Regions from separate parts of the Danio rerio genome. Here regions 2 and 3 are each linked to region 1. Evidence: chromatin contacts called from public Hi-C and HiCAR-type data. All regions are on one chromosome and are shown on one strand. The core of a region is the stretch at or near the end of the contact, and the rest is flanking DNA. Distances in the headings are between cores, read along the strand shown.

What was found. Hi-C and Micro-C count contacts between places; a contact is called where the count stands out from the background. HiCAR-type assays count read pairs that join an accessible place to other places.
Region 2: a Hi-C map of an unstated tissue shows a contact between it and region 1, with 2.5 times the contacts expected there. The contact joins the promoter of tas1r3 here to the promoter of mrps16 in region 1. A contact is called at or near these places in 2 of 18 Hi-C or Micro-C datasets (caudal fin and an unstated tissue).
Region 3: a HiCAR-type map of caudal fin shows a contact between it and region 1, with 5 times the contacts expected there. The contact joins the promoter of park7 here to the promoter of mrps16 in region 1. A contact is called at or near these places in 6 of 18 Hi-C or Micro-C datasets (caudal fin, embryo, hematopoietic stem cells and 1 more) and 2 of 4 datasets of contacts at active chromatin or transcription factors (caudal fin and embryo).

What each region holds. Positions count from the first base shown.
Region 1 is chr11:43,561,404-43,564,605 of GRCz12tu, reverse strand. mrps16 (mitochondrial ribosomal protein S16) reads left to right here and starts at 1,427. Exons shown (of 4, transcript NM_001006030.1): 1 at 1,427-1,530; 2 at 2,076-2,102. The coding sequence starts at 2,090. All of the region lies in intron 2 of LOC141376673 (a long non-coding RNA gene), which reads right to left.
Region 2 is chr11:43,392,623-43,395,519 of GRCz12tu, reverse strand. It overlaps tas1r3 (taste receptor, type 1, member 3), which reads left to right and starts at 1,328. Exons shown (of 9, transcript NM_001039628.1): 1 at 1,328-1,341; 2 at 1,413-1,613. The coding sequence starts at 1,328. All of the region lies in intron 3 of LOC137496731 (a long non-coding RNA gene), which reads right to left.
Region 3 is chr11:43,778,768-43,781,734 of GRCz12tu, reverse strand. park7 (parkinson protein 7) reads right to left here and starts at 1,415. Exons shown (of 6, transcript NM_001005938.1): 1 at 1,268-1,415. The coding sequence starts at 1,357.

The DNA.
Region 1 (3,202 bases), core at 178-2,677:
TTTAAGAGTAACACAATTCATTTACAAATCACCAGAAAGCTGTATAAATAATATTTATAATATTTTAAAATCTGGAACTTGAGGGTTAACAAAATCTAAATATTGAGAAAATGGCTTTTAAAGTTAAGCAAATTAAGCTTTTAACAATGCACATTACTAATCAGACATTGAGTTTTGATATATTATATACAGTAGATATTTTTGCAATATTTAGACATATTGCAATGAAAATACTATTTATACAGCTTTGAGGTGATTTATACATCTCAGTTTCCAAAAACAGACACATGTCTATCTCTCCTGGGGTTTCATTACCGATTAACTGTTTAAAAGTAACATAATCAAGTATTTTAGACAAGTCATTTACAAATTATAACTGATATCCTTGTTGTAATAGTTAATATCAAGATCTTGCTTCTGCTTGTTGTCTTACACAGACCTTGTCCTTAAGTGAGGACTTCTCTTTTTTCTGCTGTGTTATCTGATCATCTGAACAAGCTCTACAGGACAGTCACGGATGATTATGGCTGTAAAAGCTTGTCTTATGGTCCACAGGAGCATGAGATCTTCACAAGAGCATCAGCCGAAAGTGAAGAGAATGGGAGTTTTCAGTCCAACTTTCTCTGCTGATCCACCATAGAAGATGCATTTGGCTTGCCCTGCATCCCAGTACTGTGAAGCATCTGTCTATACACCGTTAATTTCTTCACTTCCTTGTATGCTTAATTATAGTAGCATTCACAAAACATTGCTTTGTTAAAGTAAAAATGTAATGTCATCATAAACACTAGCTTAGAATCTCCATGCTAGTTTGATGTTTTAGTTGATGATAACGAGGATAAATAATGCAGCTTAAGTCAGAACAAATTAACTACCTACTATTGATATCTTCAAAACACAAGACAGATCTTCGTAGAACAAAACCGCCATCTAGTGACTGAAATTGCGGCATTACATCTACTGTTGACGCGGCGCAGACTACTAGAACGTGCTGACGTGACCTACTTAATATTCATGCGCAAAGCCTTTACCATAGTATGATTGTTGCTAGATCAGATACAGTTGCGAATAAGAATTGTTTATAAGATTTACAAATTTATTGTATTTTGTTAACGTTTCCCCTTACCCTAATCCTAAATCCTACCGTCACAGTAATGTAAAAACAGTATTGCATCGAGTATTGTTGATGTTATTTAATAAATTACCCAATTAACCTTCTTTTTTAACGTCTACCCTTACCTCAACTTTAAACCCAACCATTACAGTACTGTAAAAATATTAATTATTGTTATACACTATCACAAAAATAATGCGATATTGACGCGCGTTTCCGCAGCTGTATCCAATCTAGACTTTTCCCCATAGTAGTATCAACAAATACGCTTCCGGTTCAGCAGAAAAACATGTCGGCGCCCTTGCGAATGTCATGTTGTTGACTTTCTTTATGTAGTTGGCTTTATTTGGGCGATACTTCAAAACATAATATTTATATTCCCTAACAATTCTACATGCAGTTACCGAATTTATAAGGTATGTGTTTTTTTATATAGGCAAATGCGTTTTACCGCTGCTCCGTGCCTTCATCCCACATGAAATCATGCTCCGTTATTGTAATTTATAGCAAACACTAGAGCTTTGATCCATACTATAGTAAAGTAGTTATACTCTAGGCCTATATAACAGTTTCTACAACTCTGTTAATGAATGCGACAGCATTAATATGTATGCACTATAGTGAACGGATTGCAATAAATAATGTTGTATAATTTAGTTTTAAACTGTGGAGTATAATATATGTACAATGTACAGTATTGGGTAACTTGTTTATATTACTATAGTTGTTGTTATACTATAGAAAATATCGAAAAACACAGCAGATTAATACACATACTTAAATACTACTGTTTTTTGAGCCATACTGTAGTAAAGTTGCTATAGTATTTTAGATGTGGGATATCTCATATTAAATTATTGAATACTAGGTTAAAATCTAATTTAAAAGACTTTTCACTTATGGTATTATATAAATTATTTTCTATTTACTAACATGTTTTTTTTTTTTTTTTTGTCTACAGAGAATCTGTCAATAATGGTCCATTTATGTAAGTATTATTGATGCAATACAGTTGAAAGCAGAAGTTTACATACATTGTATAAAAAGGCACATAACCACAAAAAAAAAAATCAGATTTTATTGTGACTAAACTTTTTCTCTTTTAGGTAAGTTAGGATGATCAATTTTTTTGTTGGGCTTAATAGCAGAATAATAAGAGAGATTTATTATGATTATGATTATTCTGCCTCTGAAAAGCTCAGATGATGGTGTCAAGGTTTTGAAATTTTCTGATTGGCTAATTCACCACATTTGAGTTAATGTGAGGCACAACTGTAGAATAATATTTAAGGAAAACCTCAAACACACTGCTTCCTTGTGTGACAACATGGAAAAATCCACAAGCCAGAATCAACAAAAAAGCCAGATTACAATTTGCTAAATTACACTGGGAAAAGGTTAATATTTGGAGACATGTCCTGTGGTCTGATAAAGCTAAGATTAAACTGTTTGGCCATAATGACCAGTGTTACATTTGGAGGACAAAAGGGAAAGCTTACAAGCCTATGAACACCATCCCAACTGTGAAGTATGGGGGCGGCAGCATCATGTTGTGGGGCTGTTTTGCTGCAGGAGGGACTGGTTCACTTCACAGCATAGATGGCATCATGAAGACAGAACATTATGTAGAAATACTGAAGCAACATCTCAAGACATCAGCCAGGAAATTAAAACTTGACCACAAATGGGTCTTCTAAACAGACCATGACCCTAAGCATACTGCCAAATTAGTTCAAATGTGTTTTAAGGACAACAGAGTGAATGTTTTGGAGTGGCCATCACAAAGCCCTGATCTCAATCCTATAGAAAATTTGTGGGCAGATTTGAAAAAGCTTGTGCGAGCAAGACAAATCTGACTCCATTACACCAATTCTGTCAGGAGGAATGGGCCAAAATCCCTTTAAACTTTTGTGAGAAGCTTGTGGAAGGATACCCAAAACATTTGACCAAAGTTATACAGTTAAAAAGCAAAGCTAAAAAAATACCAAGGAAATGTGTGTAAACTTTTGACTGTCTAGAAATGAATAAAAATTCCCTTTAAAAATTCTCTCATTACACATCACTACAAACGTCTTTTAAAAAAAATGT
Region 2 (2,897 bases), core at 79-2,578, 170 kb after region 1:
AATCTTATATTATATTTTAAATTACTTTAGACAGTTTTATTTATGAAAAAATGCATAAAAAGATTCTATTTTTTACAGTGTGTGCCAAAGGTCTATATGTGCTCTAATGTTTATTTCATTATTATTTATGCATGAGACAAAACACTTGAGAAAGTGCTTTGAATCCAAGCCACAAACAAATTTTTCTAATTTCCACAATTTCTAAATGCATAATGCTGCCACATTTCCATTGTTTATTTAACATCGAAAAACAACAGTTTGGAAAATGCACAGTTTGATTAAAAATGTGTATTTTTAAGAGTTCACACTTAGCTGATGATTGATATTAAAGCTTGTTTGGCATGCTGTCACGGAGAGAGCCCTGAGCTCAGAATATCCTAGAGCCCGGGGCTCCCTCCCATTTGAAGGGCAAGAGGAGAGTTTCTCGAGAACTCCCCTTTTGGCGAACTACTGAGATATATCTCGCTAAGAGTTGCCTTAGGGGGATGTTATTTTGAAGTAGTCAATTCAGTTATGGTGTATGTCTTTGGACGGTGGGAGGAAACAGGAGAACCCGGGGAAAACCCACATGAAGAACACGCAAACTCTGCACAGAAACGCCAGTGTTCTTGCTGTGAGGCAACAGTGCTACCCACTGGGATACCGTGCTGCCCTATCAGAGAAGGGGAGGAGTAGGTGGAAAGGGGGATTCTTCAAGATGAAGATGACTGGAGTAAAAAGCTCTGGTAATTTATAGTGTGTCAGTATCTGATTGGTGCAAATTTATAGAGCGATACCAGCTGTGTTCAATCATAAGCACATGATCCTCTCGAAATTAGTTTATAAATAAACCACACGTAAGTACATATAAATATTTTTACTCAGTGCATACTAAGCTATTTAATCTTTTCTGGAAAGCAATCATTTAGTAGCTTTGCAAAAAAAAGCAGCACAAAATAACCAAAATAAACCAATGTAATTATTATGATTATTGTTTAATAATAATTAATTAACTGATTAAAATATAAGAAATTTAAAAAAGCCAACAATTAACAAAAGAACACACACAAGGTGGATGCAGCTCTAGTAAACAGCCTCTTATACTTCAATACTGAATGTAATTTAAAACCAACTTCAACACTGAGGTGAAACCAAAACATTTTCATGTAAAGCCCGAATGAATCTTGATGTAGACCCCTAATTTACATGCGAAGCACAGGAAAGCTGATGGCAGGACAGTGGGGTGTGGCGTTTTACTCATGTACGTGTTGTTGGTTGACCATTTAACCATCATAATCACTGGCCACTGAGAGAATCTCATCACATCAAAACAAGAAGACCCTCAGAAATGCTTCTACTGAGGTCAGTGCGGCTATTTCACATTTTGCTTTAATTCACTTACATGTCATAGTGAAAAACTGTTTACCTTCTAGGATGAAGAACAAGTGGACTTTTCTGGTGCTCTGTGGCATTCTGGGGTCTGGACTCGGCGACAACCCATCATGGTTCAACAACATCACTACAAATTTTTTCAAATCTCCTGGAGATATTCTCATTGGAGGACTATTTCCCATCAACCAACTCACAAGTGAACTGAGCCAACGGGTGAAACCTGATGATCTTCAGTGTGACAGGTAAAATTGTGTATGACACACTATAAAACAAACGCTCTCCTCTCCGTATGCACCAGACAACTTCATATAAATTCTCCATATTTCTGGAAAAAAAAAAAAAACATTGTGCAATTCTTAAGCTGGGTTCACTTCGAACTTGAAAAGCTGTGTCACTTGCTTACAGGATGTTTTTCCTCTCAGGAAAATTTGTCACTTGAGCTCAATTATTAAAACTTGCATGGTGGACGAGATTGAGACCATGGCAAACACATCACAAATTTCAGTCTATGCGGCAATGATTTGCCTCTAATTGCACATTTGCATTGACTTTGTATGTATTTTACGGGCACGAATAGTTAATTCAGCATTTGGTGTGAACCCAGCATTAGTGTGCTTCAGGTGAGTGGGCTTGACAGAACAACTGTAGGTCACACACTTTCTTCTCTCCATATGCACCAGACATTTTCTTATCAACTTTCCATTTTCTGGAAAACATTGTGCAATTATTAAGCTAAGTTCACACCAAACTTAAAGCACTGTGTCACTTGCTTTAGTTTACTCACGGGATGTTTTTTTCTCTCTCAATTTAGAACTTGCACAGTGAACGAGACTGAAAAAATTTCCATGGCAAACATCCATTTCACATCGTCCGGTCTATGCTGCAAAAATTCACCTCGATTTGCACATTTGCATTGACTTTGTATGTATTTTACTCCCATTAATACTTAATTCCGTATTTGGGTTGAACCCAGCATTCCTGTCCTTGAGCGTACAAAACAACTGGAAACACACTGACTCTCTCCTCTCCATGTGCACTAGAAACTTTCTTTTAAACGCCTCATGCTTCCGGTAAAAATTGTGCAATTGTTAAGCTGGGTTTACACCAAACTTGAAGCACCATGTTACTTGCTCTAGTTTACTCTCGGGATGTTTTTCAATGATTAGAACTTGTGCGGTAGAAGAAATTGAGGCAAATAATGCACATTAAGGGCAAATGCATCACACATTTGGCATTATTTGTGCTATGTACCAGACACTTTCTTATCAACACTCCATTTTTCTGAGTGGGCTTGACAAATCACATGTACGACACACTCTACTTTCAGAGGGAGGGAAAATACTATTAAAAATATATGAATTCAATCATTCCTTTAAAAACTAAACTAACATAGACTTGTACTCACCTGTCCAACTGCTCGTTGGCCCAAATTTCTAATCAACCAACTATATGGCAGCAGCTCAATGCATTTAGGTATGTAGACATGGTCAAGACGATCTGCTGCAGTTCAAATCGAGCATCAGAAT
Region 3 (2,967 bases), core at 166-2,665, 220 kb before region 1:
ATTCCAGTGAAATACTATAGTATTTCACTATAGTAATGATGGCCAGAGCCAGACAGAAAGATTTCTTAAATGTTTTTTCTGTATTTCTGCACAAAATTAAGCAAAAAAAAAAAAAAAAAAAAGATTAAATTAATACTCTGTTTTTTTATTATTATTTAATTTATTTATTTATGAAAAGTGATTTTGAGAGTATAGGGGCTAAAAACAACATAAAATAAAAAATAACTTCTTAATTGTTATTTAAGGTTTACAATTCAAATGCAAAATTGGACCCACTAGCATTGTATAAGAAAGCTAAAGTACGACTTTTATATCACACATCCTCTAATAGACAGAAAATATTAGCGTACAAATTGTATTGCACATAAATTATCTAAGCATTGGCAACTTATTCTATGATAATACTGAAATTAATATTAAAACTGATTAAATATATATTTATTTAACACATTTACACAAGTAAATAAATAAACTGAATGATGGCTTAAAAATCAGCAGATTCTGTGTGGGCCTAATGATGATATATACTGTTGATGCATTTAAATGCTATGATTTTTCCTATTATTCACTTAAAGACTGCATGATATTGATGAAATATTGATTAATTATCTGTGGTCATTTGATCTAAATCACAATTATTTGAAATAACCACTATAAAGTTTTGATGAAAATCCAATTCTTTATAATAATTTCATAGCATTAAGGAAAATCAGTGGCCTATTTAATTGTGCGTAAAGTAATATAGAAAATTAAAATAATTTCTTAAAACAAAAAAAAACATATTTAAAAAATGAAAAGAAACTTAAATCCTAATTAAATCACAGCTTTTTATGTGCCAAGAAGCATAAAATTCAGAACTGTGACAGGACTGTTTTTCAAGATTCTTTCCTAAATGTAATGCACAAAAGCTCAACAATATAATTATTTATTTATTAAAGCCATATTTGACCAATGAAAGTATCAACTTTCTCTCAAAATTGACCAAGACATAGAATCAGTGATTATGTAATGTGTCCTGTAGAGAGGCAAACTTTGGCATTTACACACTGGCAGCAGTAACTGACCACCATAACGCTGCACACAAGCAATATTCATACAGTACAACTTTATTATCTTCACTTCACTGCACTAACGTTAATTAATGCATGCATGCATGTTAAGAATACCAACACACATTAGCATACCAGCTGCATACAGACATCACTGACACACGTTATTGACATTTGGCAACACATTTGCACGAGTTAAATGTTTTGTGTCTACAGACCCCCGCTCTGCGCATCACATCCACCGGGATTACAGTCTCCATCTCCTCCGCTCCTTTCGCAAGAATCACTAACGCTCTTTTACCGGCCATAATAACCGTGCGTCTAATAACCTGTGCGTGTCTGCAATGCAACCTCACTCATGTACTTTTATTATGGAAGGCGTTTCCGGGAGTAGGTGGGTTATGGGGAACTACCAGGCAAAATAAAAGTTTTCTTCTTGTAAGGAGCTATTCTATGGTCGTTTGTTGTTGTTTTTCTTTTTTTTTCTTTTTTCAAAGAAAAAAAAGGCATTAAAAGATAACAGATTTTATTTTGATTACTGAATCATCTGTAAACGGAGATTGATTCCACGTCAAACTTGGGTATATTTTTTTCTTAAATTTTAATTTGTTTATTTAGTGGAGTGTTTATGTTGTGCTTAATATGCTATTAATTTTAATCCCTCGTAACGTTCTTATTCCAAATAAAATTAATGTGTCACTGTTTGTAACAGTACATTGTAACTTCTACACTAAAATATGACAAAAATTCAAGACAACAAATATTTTATGTTGCTTTAATTTATTTTAATAAGTCAATCGAAATATGTATTTCAACTGAAATCTACAGACACAAAATAATAAATAGAGTTGATAAAACACTTAAATTAATATTTTGGATATTTACTTAGACATTAAAAAACATGCAGTTTTTTTGACCTGCACTGACTATATAAAATAAAATAAAATAAAATAAAATAAAATAAAATAAAATAAAATAAAATAAAATAAAATAAAATAAAATAAAATAAAGGGGCGTCAATCGTTGCATAATCGCCTCACAGCAAGAAAGTCGCCGGCTCGAGTTGGGTCAGTTGGCATTCCTGTGTGGGTTTGCATGTTGCACAGTCCAAACACATGCGCTATATGTAATAGACTAAATTGTCCTTTGTGAATGTGTGTAAATACAAGAGTGTGTGGGTGTTTCCCAGTTAATAAAGGGACTAAGTCGATAAGAAAATTAATGAATGAAAATAAAATAAAAATAGTTTTTAATTCTGAACAATTTCACTGTAAAGAAAATGCAGGCCATTTTAAAGAAATGCAGATCTTCGGCCACTAGAGGACGCTGGAGACCTTTTTTTCAGATGCACTTGCTTGTTGATGGGCTTGAAACGGCCTCATCTTCGCCATCATGTATTAGTAACAGTAAATTTGCCTCTGAAGACAATTTTATCGTCATTTCAAATGCATTTTAGGATGAACGTGTTCATTTCAATCCAGATAAAGAACAATTTGAAAGATGAAGGAATTAACATTTACGAACAAATAAAAATGCTACTCCAGAAAAACTATTCATATTGTCATAGATCCTTCAGAAATCATTTTAATAAAATCAATTTGTGCACAACACTTTTTAAAATCATGAATGTTGTTGTTTTCATCCACTCAGGGCTGATTTTGAGTCTTAATTTGGCCACATCTTTGTTTCAGTAAATGGAATAATTTTTGGTGACAACTCTTATTTTGACACATATTTTGGGAATATGTGTCAAATGTGTCATATGTGTCATTGTAATTTTTCAAAACCTTAAACAATACACTCTTGGGCAAATTGACTTCCTTTTCGTATCCATGATGCCCTTCCGGTACTGGGAAACACCCATACACACTCATAGTCATACACAACGGCCAGTTTAGTTTATTCAATTCTTCTATAG